2 separate regions of the Pan troglodytes genome follow, and region 1 is linked to region 2. A link is a contact called in public Hi-C data. All regions are on one chromosome and are shown on one strand. Each heading gives the region's core, a stretch centred on a gene start, on an enhancer-like site or on the middle of the called end of the contact. The rest is flanking DNA. Distances are from core to core; before and after follow the strand shown.

Region 1 (6,221 bases), core at 1,497-3,996, 75 kb before region 2:
AGAGACCCAGAGATTCGGTTTATGAGACTCAGAGGTTCAGTTTTTTCACTTCCTTGGCTGGACAGTTTTGTTTTTTTTTTAAATTCTGTCCTATATATCAACAGTGAAAGGAAAGTAGTTTCAACAAATGGTTAGACCATCAGATGTAAATATAAAGTGAAACTTGACACCTACCTCACGCTATATACAAAATTTAATTTGAGATGGATCACACACCTAGACAAAAAAGCCAAAACTATCTTCCTGATCTTTGGAATAGGAAAAGATTTCTTAGGATCCAGAAAGCACCAAATATTGAGAAAAATAGTTGTAAAATTGTTAAATTTTCAAAATTAAAAATTTCTGTTAACGAAAAAAGCTCCATTAATAAAATAAATAGGTATGTTACAGACTGGGAGAAATGTATTTATGTATTCAAAAATACATGTATCTGGTAAAAAGGACTGGTACCCAAAATATGTAAAGAAGTCCTACAAACTGATATTTAAAAAAAAAAGCAAAACAAAAAACCTGAGTTTGAACAGACACTTCACAAATAGGATAAATGAATGGCTAATAAGAAAATGAAAAAAGTATTCAATATCATTAGTCATCAGGCAAATTAAAACTAAAACCGCCAAGAGATACAACTACAATACCCACCAGAATGACTACAATTAAAAAGACTGACATAACATGAAATGTTGGTAAGGATATGGAGCAACCCAGACTCTCATACTTTCCCAGTGGAAATGTAAGATGGTCTAACCACTCTGGCAAATGGGTTTGTCAGTTTCCTGTAGTTAAACGTACATTTACTTATCAACTGAGCCAATGATTCCCTCCCCAGGTGTTTACTCAAGAGAGATGAAGTATATGTGCACTCAAAGACTTGTATGCAAATATTCATGGAAGTTTTATTTATAATAACCCAACGTGAAGACAACCCAAAAGTCTACAACAAGAGAACAAATTGTGCTATATTCATGCAATGGAACACTACTCACCACACTACCGATAAACTCAACATGTATTCATCTCAAAAACATTAGGTTGAGCAAAAGAAACCAGACCAAAATAACACATACTGTATGGTTCCATCTAATATATAATTCTAAAACAGCAAAATCAACGTGTGATGAAAGGAATCAAAACAGTAATTTCCCAGGGGGGTAAAAAACTGGGTGAGAACTGTCACAAAGGAACTTTGTATGTGATAAGACTATTCTGTATCTTGATGGGGTATGTTATGTACACACTGCAATCAGTTCCTTTCACTATATTTAAATTATATATCAATAATAAACAATTTTTAAACACTGTGTAAAATGCACTCATACTTGTTGGCAGTTATTGAAAATGTAGGTATTACGTCCCTGAAAATGTGTGGGAGACCCAAATGAAGTTTACCGGGTAATAAACTGTGAAGCACGTTGAAAGATGGTTTCCTATGATGTAAAAGAGTGCACTTTAGTGTGTTACAGTTTAGTGTGTTGCAACCAGCATTTTATTTTAATGAAAGAGAACTGAAGATAATATTAGAATGCAATACAAAATATCAGTGTGTCATATGGTAAGATCAAGAATTGTTTTGTGAAATGTAAGTAAGTGTGTACTCAGTTATGATGGAAAGCCTATTTCTTATTGTGGGTTGTAATAAAAAATGTTTGAAAACCACTCAAATATACTGTTAAAGTTCTTCTCAACTGTTGGTTACAGAATTTAACCTTTAAGGAGTATGCTGCCACCAGGTGGAGGTCGCATGCCACCAACTACAGGATCTTAGCCACGGAATATTAACCTTTCCTGTGCCATGGACTTATTTAGCCAACTGTGAAGCTGATGAAAGTTGCTCAGAATAATATTTTTAAATGCATGAAACACAACACATAGGATTAACAAGAAAACCAATTACACTGAAGTACAGTTATCTTAACGAAAGAAAAATTTGAGACATAGGAATGTATGTCCTTGTTTATTAAGGCATTGGGTCTTGTCACATAGTGATGGATAGTGATGGATCTAGTACTACTACAAATCTGAAGTGGTGATAAGCATAAATGATATCTTCATTATCTGCAACAACCTTAATGTAATATGAAAAGAGCTATAATTTCTAATGGTGACAAATATTGCTAATATTATTCATATTTTTATTATGAATCCTACGTTCATAATAAAAAGGAAAACTAAATTTACTAGAACTTGATCACAATAAAGACGTAACTTTTTCCCATGCAAGTTCACTGGCCTCTGAATTCAATCACAGGCCCATTGAAGTTCCAAGGATTCTGGAATAAAAGCCCTTCCAAAGCGGTAAAATATGTCTCAACACATTTTATTGCAGGTTCCTACAGGTGCTCTTTCCTGATTTTTTAATCTAAACCAAGTTCACTGCTACCTTTTCATTAGCAAAACTAATTGTTTTTTTTTCTTGTAACCCTCCTACCACCGCAAAACTAATTCTTTAAAAAAAAAGGGGGGGTGGGGGGAGGGGAATCTTAAGCTTAAGCAACTTGAATTGATACTGTAACAGCAGCTTGCTGAAGAATTAACCTAATAGTAAGGTCCAATTTGGTATTTTTCTCACCATTTTGTGACTTTGATCACAAATAACCTAGTCTAAGTTTGAAAATAAACAGATTGAGTAGAATGTCTCTTTTTAGAAAAATAAATTGTCAAATCTTACTGTGGTGAGCAGACTTTCCTGGGGTTTCTGGAAGCCTCCACTGTTTGGCAGGCAGTCCCCTCCCCCGCAGGGGGCTCTCCCTCTGCAGCCTGCAGTTCTGAGCTCTCTCAACTCCCTCCCACACTAGGCAGAGGTATTCTGCCTTTCCAAAGTTCCCTGCTCTCAAAGCTTTGCTTCTTGTCTCTCATGAGAAAACAGAAGTGAAAAAAAAAAAAAAAGAAAAGAAAGCTTCTTACACTGCCAGCAGCACAGCCTCCCTTTCTCCTCCCCCTAATTAGGAGAAGGTTATTTCTAGTCTCAGAAGATCAACTCTCCAGCTTTCTCCTGAGAGAAGCAACATGGTAACCATCACTTCTTTCTCAGCCCAGAACTGGTCACTCTGCAGAGGCCAAGCCACCTCTTGAGCAACCATCAGGCTGCTAGGAATAGCTTCACATTGCATGCACTGGGCTGCGAGTCCCCCAGCCAGGGTCTGGTCTGGCTTCTATCCCCTCCACCCAGAGGATTCAGCCAACAACAGGGGTGTCACCCCCAACTCCTCCCTTCCCCTAACCCTCCAGAATCAGTCACGCATCTTGTCCATTTTAATTTTTTAGAGCGTTCTCACACACACTTCTCTCTTGCTCTGCTGCTCCTATCTTCTCCCACTTGGAAGATTACAGTCACTTCTGTCGGTGTCCTGGATGAACCCTCAATGCATATCTGGGAAATCTCTAACCTATAAATCGGATCAGTCCACTCCTGTTGCAGCTCAGAGCAGCAACTCACAAGCCTCTAATGAGGCCCATGTCTTTGTCTCCTGCACCTGACTTTTTCATCCTTGGCTTACATTACAACTTGCCTCGCTGCTTCCATGCTTGTTGAGATCCTATGCATCCTCGAACCCTAGCAGGAGTGTGGTCAACTCTGTGAAGCTATTCTGAACAGTTTCTCTTTCCCTGCTCTGGACCAGCCCATTCTTCATGTGATTATTTATTTCTACATTAAGTGACTGGTCCATGTAGGGCCCCCATCCTAGGCTATAAGCCATGGAGACAGGTCTATACCTCTGCCAACCTTGTATCCCCAGTGACCAACACACTACCAGCCCTCAGTGAATACTTAATATTTAATGAAAGGAAGACAAATGAAAAAAACAGATGACAGAACAAGTTAGCCCCAAGAATTGGGCAAATCACAGCCTTGTCTGCAAAGGGAGAGCTCTAAGCCCTTTCCAGGGACCAAGCCGTTACTATTCGGCCCAGTGCACTGATACATCATAGAACAACTTCCTCTCTCCCTATTCTGGAGTAGCGACAACTCTGCCATCAGCAACAACAAGCAGTCATTTTTCATATTTCGTGAAATGGGAATACAAGAATCTTAGGATTACTTCACTGGAAACTCACTGCCAACTGAACGTGTTGGTTATTTTTCCTATCTCTTTCCTAAGAATTCCAGAGGTGCAACTCACACTATTTCCAAGTCCTCAGAGGTGGGAGGTCTTGTCTTCTGTGTTTACATTAAATATAAGAATAAAGGTGAAAATATTAACATTTCTCACCCACAAAGCCATCTCTGGAGCAGACTCAGAACTCTTAAGAGATGTAGAAAGGTCCCCACATTCTCTCATGCACTCATTGATCATATGAAACACCTGCTGAGTTTCACAGGGGCACTAGCCAGGCCCTGAGAGAGGGAGGGGCAGCAGCTGGGCACTGTGGCATGTGTGACCATGGCACATACCCAAGGACCAGAGGGAGTGGAGTGACAGCTCTGCCTGAGGAAGGTGAGGGAAGGGAAGGTGGTGTCGCAGTCAAGTACTGAGGAACAGGGAAAGGAGTGCAGAAGGAAAAATGAATAACACCCCATGCAGAGAAAGAGCTCGCGTGCTTTGGAGACGGAAAAGAGTCTCAATGCAGAAACACAGGGCATTGCTGGCAGATGGGGCCAATAGGGCAGGAAGGCTCAGGCCACAGAGGGGCCCTGGACAGGCTGAGGAGGCTGGTGGGCTGGAGGGCTCTCTTGGGTAGGAGTGTGGAGCATGGGCGGGCAAGGGGAAATCACCGGAGCCAGGCAGACAGGTTCAAAGCCACTGCAGGAACCCAAATAAGAGATCAAGCAAGGTGATCTCGAGGTGAAGGGGAAGGGGCACATTTGAGGGACACTCAGAAGACAGAAGTAAGAGGATGTGGTTGGGTGTGAGGGAGAGGAAGGACAAGGGTGAGGCCCAAGGCATGTGGTCCGTTTCTACCACGCCCACCGGGTTTCCAGAGGCAGCTTACATACATGGGTCTGTCGCTGAGAAGCCACACAAATCATCATTGGCATTTTACACCTACCTGGCATTGAGGGTATAAGGCAGCTTCAAGTAACGAGGCAAAGATTAAAAATGGGGAGAATAAGTAAAGGCAAACAAGGGTAAAAACATATGAAACCGATGATAGGCCTGCACGAAATTCCCACCATAGTCCCAAGTCTCTGCAACATCTGGCTCTGAGATTCCTAGGTACAAATGTGAAAAATACAGCGCAAATCAGAGTCAAGAAGATGAGAAGGAATCCATGCTGAGGATAACTGAATCATTTCTGATACTACAGCTAGAAAGAGTTTCTCCTAAAGGCCTCCTCAGAAGACATGGAAATTTTCTTCCTGGAGTGTGAATTTTACAAAAAAGTTCTAGAAAACATATTAAATATTTTCATATTACCACAAACTGCATATATCTTACAATGTAAAATTTTATAGTGATGTGATTTTTAAACAATCACAGTTTAAAATATTGATTGCCATTTACAGAGCACCTATGTTCCAGGCACTGTGCTAAGTTTTACTCAGACCATTCAATTAAATCCTTGCCACTCTGGGTGAAGGAGCACAATGATTATTCGCATTTCGTAGATAAGGAAGCTGAATTTGGGAAGGTCTAGTCCAAGATTACACAGGCAGTGAGTGCCAGACCCAGGAATCAAATCCAGATCTGAGAGACTCCACATTGCCAGACATTACTCTGAGGAAATTTAACCCCTGTGGAAGGCTACTCAGGACACACTTCCAGCCTCATGTGGGAGCATGTTTAGGCTGTCTAGCCTGGAACCCACTCCCCTTTATTTGGGAGCTGGCCCCTATCCCCTCTAGGTGAGCAATGGCAGCCAAGTGTGCCCTAAAACAGCCTATGCCTTAGTGCCTGGTGACTGCACCAGGGATTCTCAACAGGGTCCCACAGCTCCTTTCCCTGGGCAGCCTGATTCCATGTCTGATTCCATTCCAACACAGATACGGAGAGCTCACTGTAGGGCCCCATGCCACTGTAGGGCCCCATGCTGAAACACAAGTGCAGTGAGGCAGTGAAAGCCTCACTGTAGAAAGAACGAGGTGGGAGGGGTGGTTAGGGAGAAGAAAAGGTGAAGAAGGGAAAGAAAAGAATGCAGCAGAGGATGACAGCAATAAACCCTGCAAGAGGTGGGGTAGAGCTGTGAGGGTAGAAGAGAAGTCTCCTAACATTAAGAATCCCTATCCAGAGAGTTAAAAGCTGAAGAAAAGTCAATGCAAGTGTGTTGTCAATTGAATTCCC
Region 2 (6,636 bases), core at 1,903-4,402:
TGTAATCCCAGGACTTTGGGAGGCCAAGGCAGGCAGATCACAAGGTCAGGAGTTCAAGATCAGCCTGGCCAACATGGTGAAATCCCGTCCACTAAAAATACAAAAAATTAGCTGAGCGTGGTGGTGCACGCCTGTAGTCTCAGCTACTCAGGAGGCTGAGGCAGAAGAATTGCTTGAACCCAGGAGGCGGAGGTTGCAGTGAGCTGAGATTGTGCCACTGTACTCCAGCCTGGGTGACAGAGTGAGACTCCATCTCAAAAAAAAAAAAAAGAAATATGGAATTTGAGCGATGAGAATATGGAAATTTTTCTTCTTTATGCATTTCAGTTTTTAATTTACCAAACAAAAAAAGAAGTATACTAAGACCCTAGAAGTTATACAATACGGATTTTCATTTTGCATCCGCAGATGACTTACCCAGATTGTCCTCACCTTTCCCAGAAGGCTGGTTTGTCATTTGGGAAGGAATCAGAGTCACTACTTGCCTCTAGGTGGAGTCCACCGTCCTAACCACTTCTCAAGGTCTCCCTAACTCCTTCTCCAATGCCAGTCCCGAATCTGGGCAGAGGCCTGAGTAGGGGGAGGATTGGCAAGCTCATCCCTGGAATCCCAGGTTTTAGGCAGTTTTCTCTTGCTTCTACCTGAATAGAGGTAATACGCCTTTTTCTCCAAGACTGACCCCCTTCTTTCTTTCACCTTCCCTCTTTGCATACCATCTCACCCCATCCCACTTGGTAAGCCAAAGGAGCTCAAGAATCTCTCCCTTGGGAGTGGCAGCTACCTCTAGAAGAGCTTGGAAGAGTTGGTCTGATTCATTAAGCCTTTACAAAGGAGTCTGGGGTCCAAAATTGACCTTTGACCAGCACAGTCATCAACGCATCTGTTTTCCTAAAGGATTTTTTACTGAGGGGCAAGGACAATAAAGAACAAGAATCAGAGGCTCCAGGGCCCCTTCTTTAACAATGTTACCTGTGCTGCCTACCTCCCAAGAGAACATATTTTAACATGGTTAGTAAATGTAATATAGTTAATATTAATAAGATGTTTAAAATTACAAACCACTATAAGTAGTTGTGTTATTACTGGACAAGGATGATTCTAAATTAATATCTTCACAAGCTTGTAGCTAGAGTTTCGATCTTCATCAAAGCATATGCCTTTGAGTCTGAGACCCCAGGCTTGAAACCTGCTTTTCACATTCTCTACCTCCCAACTGAGCAAATTACTCAATCTCACTGCCTGTCACATCTGTGACATGTCAACAGTAACATGTACTTCACAGTGTTGTGAGAACTAAACAGGAAAAACACCTACTGAACTAAATAGGAAACACATGAAAATGTGAAAAACACCTACTTTATTAGGTAGTCAATCTTAGCTCCCTTTCTTTTGCTGTCACAAAAAAAGCTTTTAAAAGAGAGCTTGGCCGGGCGCGATGGCTCACACCTGTAATCCGAGCACTTTGGGAGGCTGAGGCGGGTGGAATGCCTGAGCTCAGGAGTTCGAGACCAGCCTGGGCAACACGGTGAAACCCCATCTCTACTAAAATACAAAAAATTAGCCAGGCGTGGCGGAGTGCGCCTGTAGTCCCAGCTACTTGGGAGGCTGAGGCAGGAGAATTGCTTCAACCTGGGAAGCGGAGGTTGCAGTGAGCCAAGATCACGCCACTCCCACTCCAGCATGGGCGAGAGAGCAAGACTCCGTTTCAAAAAAAAAAAAAAAAAAGGGAGATTGTAACAAGGAACACCACAACACACAGATTTCACATCTTAAGCAGCTGAAATAAAACGCCCAAAGAGGATGAGAAGGAGCCTATATAATCTTAAAATAGATATGTTTCCCAGCTGGTATCTTTGATTACTAATTAAGCTAAGGCTTATTTATTTGGTAAATGCTTACCAGTTGCCAGGCATTGTGTTAGAAACCTTTTATGTAACAACCCCATGAAGATTGACACTTATTATCCCCATATTGGAGAGAAGGAACCAAGATCCTAGAGATGAGAAGCAGTCAGGTCCATCTGACGACTGTGCAATAGCCTAACAAGAATTCCCTTCGGCCGGGCACGGTGGCTCACGCCTGTAATCCCAGCACTTTGGGAGGCCGAGGCAAGCGGATCACCTGAGGTCAGGAGTTCAAGACCAGCCTGGCTAACATGGTTAAACCTCATTTCTACTAAAACCACAAAAAATCAGCTCATGCCTGTAATCCTAGCACTTTGGGAGGCCAACGTGAGCAGATCATGAGGTCAAGAGTTTGAGACCAGCCTGACCAACATGGTGAAATCCTGTCTCTACTAAAAATACAAAAATTAGCCAGGCGTGGTGGTGCATACCTGTAATCCAGCTACTCAGGAGGCTGAGGCAGAAGAATCACTTGAACCCAGGAGGTGGAGGTTGCAGTGAGCCGAAATCATGCCACTGCACTCCAGCTTGGGCAAAAAGAGCGAAACTCCATCTCAAAAAAAAAAGAGACTTCCCTTCACAGTCAGGCCAGAAATCTAAGGAACACTGGTATCTTTAGAACCTAAGACACCCAAAACCTGTGTCTGCTCTTGATATGGGAAAACCCACATTAATGCCCTAATAAGACCTCTTAAACTTCGAATAATATTTGTTAGAATTTAAACTGAAGACTGAAGGAAGGAGCTAAGACTCTTGGTTTTGCAGAGAATTACTAACAATGCTGAAATTTGGAAAATCTAGCTTAACTGCAAAAGCATTAATGTTGGAAAATCTAGCTTAACTGCAAAAGCATTAATGTTATGTGGTACCATTCACTTTTATTAAACCCACACTTAGTTTGAATACTAGTTAATTTAAAAGTGCCCACAATGTTAAAGATAGTGATGGGTAAAACAATGTTCATTATATTCCTTCCCTTTAACAGTTTTACATTTTTCCATTGAGTTTTTTTTATCTACACACACACACATCTCCCATGATCTCTGCAATAAGAGGCTGATTCATGTAAATTTTACAGAAAGCACCCTTCTCTGGATAATTTTAACTTTTCCTAAAAATAAATATTCCAGTAACCAACCCAAGGAGGGCGCAGCAGATCAAGAATGCACTGTCATGGCAGGTGGAGAATCAGTCATTATGGGAAGTGAAACAGACACACGCGGCATAGGAACTGATACAGCAACATCTGATTGCATCCAGCAACCTTTAAAAAAGTAATCATTTTATCAGCTGTTGGTAGACTTTGCACAATGGCTAGCAGTACTATTTGGTGACAATTAAAAATACTAAAGCTACAATGCATTTTTTGTTGTGGAGGAAGTACAAATGGAATGCTGAGTCAAAAGCAAATATGCACACTCATAGATGACTATGGGACACTTTGCAATGCATTCAGTGCTTCAAAATTTAAGATTTAAGACCAGATTCATGCTACTGAAGGTTGGGTCTTCTCCCGACTCACAAGATCATCAAAGAGTAGCCATTCAAAAAAGTTTAGTAGAATGACATCCTCTTTGACACTTTTCTTGACTTTTACAATATTTGGTTTAATTATCATAACAGATATACACACACACACACACACACACACAGTGAGGGATGTGAAAAACCTTAAAACACTTCAAAATGCCCACCGATAATAAAACACATTGCCAAATTGTAAGTAAAGCAGTAATTATGACCGTCCTCATCCCCAGGAACCAAGAGAAGCTTCTCAAGGGTCATATTATTCCAGCTACTTCTTGGATGCCCCCGAGGCCTCTCTACAAACTGTAAGTGCTCATTATTATGTTCTGTAAAAAGGCCTGTCTATGAGACTGCCAAAAAGAAACTTTCCAGCAAAGTCTCTAAATTGTAAAGTACTATCATGTAACTTCTGGAGGAATCTATGCCCCTTTTTCTGACAGCTGTCATGCTCAAGGGTGGGCATGGGCAGCCATGTATTTACCATGTGACACTGCCCCGTGCCACAATCGATGAAGCAGAAGTGGACATCTGCCCAAACTCACCTCCAGAAGTTTGCTATTGGGGCAGAAAGTGCAGCAGTTTTGTAGGATATGTCACTTGGGAGGTGAGGAGCCACTATCTTCTGCAACATGAACAAAGGAGCAGAGAGAGGCCAGCAGAGGGAGAATAACAAGGAAGATGCAAAGACCAGAATCCCACTTCTCAAAGAGAGGCCCACAGTGGAGCTGCCTCAGGACCATGGGCAACCTGAAGCTACCTCCGGGCCCTCACCAGCTCAATAGCACACTGATGCCAGTATGCTGAGACAGTCACACTCCCTTATCATAAACTGCCCATTTCAAGTTCTAGTAGTTTGCGTGGGTGTTACTTCCTTCCAAAGAGCCTTGACTAGCAGTTACGCTAGTCTAAGCTAGTTATTATGACTCTAAATAAGACACTAAGTTCCCTTGGGCAACTTCTGAGATCCTCACTTTCCACTCTCCAGGGATTCTCATCTCATCACTGAAGGAGCTGAACAAGGATGTTTTTCAATGTTAAATTCTATGCATGACCTCAATACACCAAACTGATGGTGGCCGGGCTGGCGGCTGGAGCAGAGACAGGGATCTGGCTCTGGCCCTCCACAGAATGCAGTGCTTCCAGGGAACTCTGCTGAAAGCCCTGACTTGGATGCTCTCTAGGGATCCTGGCTTAGCCTTGGCAGATAATATTCCCAATGAAGAGCAGCTTTACTTGAGCGGCTCCACGTGCTTGCCCAAAGAAGGCAACAGACAGGGGATAAGGAGTGTTACTCAAGTCTGAGGACCAGGAAGCTGGAGAAGATGAGACTCTCTCACCACCCATGGCCTGAACCCATGGCTCCCTGGGGAAAAGCAAATGCTTCCAGTCCTGGATGGTGGCGCCAGAGGGAGGCCGAGGTAAGCTATGATACAGAGATCAGTGGCCAAAGGGCAGCATCATCCCAGGGAACACCCCCACCACCTCTGATTCAGCAGCCCCGATTAGATGGAATAAACTGCTTTTCACTTTGGCAGTTTGGCTGCAACACAGTGGTAAGGGAGGGAAAAAAAGGAAGTGAACAAGGCAGCCGGCAGAAGTGGAGAGGCCCCAGCCCCAGCCCAGGCCCCCAAGGCCCATCTGGCCTTCCTTCTGGGGTTAACCATGATCCTTATTTGACCACAAATGGGAGGGGGGGGGGGGAGAAAAAGGAAAAGACTCCACAGAGATGTAAATGGAGGACATCAATACCTAAAGTAAAGAAGGGAAGGGGGTCTAGGAAAGAATGGCTCTTAAAAGTAAACTCCAGAGTTCAGACATTGTATGGGGCCTCATTAAATGGCATTAATGACTCCCACGAAGTTAGGGCTTAGAATATATCTGCATAGCTATGTTATGTGATCTCTCAATATTATTTTGGACTGAAGAATATCTTGTTCAGAACGATGGGCTTTTGTAAGAAGCTCCTTCTTTTTTAACAACTTGAAATATTGTTAGACCAGCACACCATTCATAAGCTTTTAAAAAGAACTAATCAGAACTCAGGCAGCTTTGGCCAGGAATGGTGGCTCATGCCTGTAAACCCAGCACTTTGGGAGGCCAAGGAGGATGGATCACCTCAGGTCAGGAGTTCAAGACCAGCCTGAGGCCGAGCACCGTGACTCACGCCTGTAATCCCAGCACTTTGGAATGCTGAGGCAGGTGGGTCATCTGAGGTCAGGAGTTTGAGACCAGTCTGGCCAACATGGTGAAATCCCGTCTCTACTAAAAATACAAAAATTAGCCAGGCATGGTGGCGTGTGTCTGTAATCCCAGCTACTTGGAAGGCTGAAGCAGGAGAATTGTCTGAACCCATGAGGCGGAGGTTGCAGTGAGCCAAGATCACACCACCACACTCTAGCCTGGGCGACAGAGCAAGACTCCTTTCCAAAAAAAAAAAAAAGACCAACCAGCCGGGCCAACATGGTGAAACCCCGTCTCTACTAAACATTTTTTAAAAATTAGCCAGGCGTGGTGGCAGGCGCCTGTAATCCCAGCTACCTGGGAGGCTGAGGCAGGAGAATTGCTTGAACCTGGGAGGTGAAGGTTGCAGTGAGCCGTGATTACACCACTGCATTCCAGCCTGGGTGACACAGCGAGACTCTGTCTCAAAAAAAAAAAAAAGATACAGAACTCTGGCAGTTTTAAGAAGAATTGCAGAATAAGCTGCTTTAAGACACACTCTGGCAGAAAAATATTAACCACAATGATTATCAATATTTATGACAATGAAGATGAATATTACTAATAATGCCTAACACTTACTAAAATGGTTACTTGGTACTGTGCTCAACACTTTATATACATCATTTTATTTAACCCTCTCAATAACCAGTATAATAAAATCACTGCAATGACTGTGGGAGATACTAATGCTGCTGGTCCAGGGAATACACTGAGAACCACTGCTTTAGAGACAACAGAGATTTTCTTTTCTCCTACTGCCCTTAGTTGCTGAGCTTTCTGACCCCAGTGGTTTCAACCATTTAGCCTGTGAGTAGAAGTGCATGCCCAGTCTCACCTATCAGGCCTGGTTCACAAGCTAAGTACCACCACAGCGTATAACAGCCAGACCGAATGCTGGCCATGCCCCACAGCTATTTTTTTCTTCCAGACAAAAGTAACTAGAATGCCAAATAACTCAGCTGTTCACAGACCAAAATGCATT

Evidence for each region. A called contact is a pair of places that touch in the nucleus more often than the background predicts.
Region 1: a contact with region 2 is called in a Hi-C map of blood, with 4 times the contacts expected there. The contact joins two enhancer-like sites. A contact is called at or near these places in 3 of 7 Hi-C or Micro-C datasets (blood, induced pluripotent stem cells and stem cell-derived neural progenitor cells).

What each region holds. Positions count from the first base shown.
Region 1 is chr21:17,059,451-17,065,671 of NHGRI_mPanTro3-v2.0_pri, reverse strand. The region is part of intron 3 of SLX4IP (SLX4 interacting protein); the gene reads right to left. Among named protein-coding and RNA genes, the nearest start is that of SLX4IP, 120 kb to the right of the region's middle. Within about 2 kb of position 2,746, at least 4 of the 24 cell types and tissues checked have an H3K27ac peak or open chromatin away from gene starts, as enhancers often do.
Region 2 is chr21:16,984,722-16,991,357 of NHGRI_mPanTro3-v2.0_pri, reverse strand. All of the region lies in intron 3 of SLX4IP (SLX4 interacting protein), which reads right to left. Among named protein-coding and RNA genes, the nearest start is that of SLX4IP, 42 kb to the right of the region's middle. Within about 2 kb of position 3,152, at least 2 of the 24 cell types and tissues checked have an H3K27ac peak or open chromatin away from gene starts, as enhancers often do.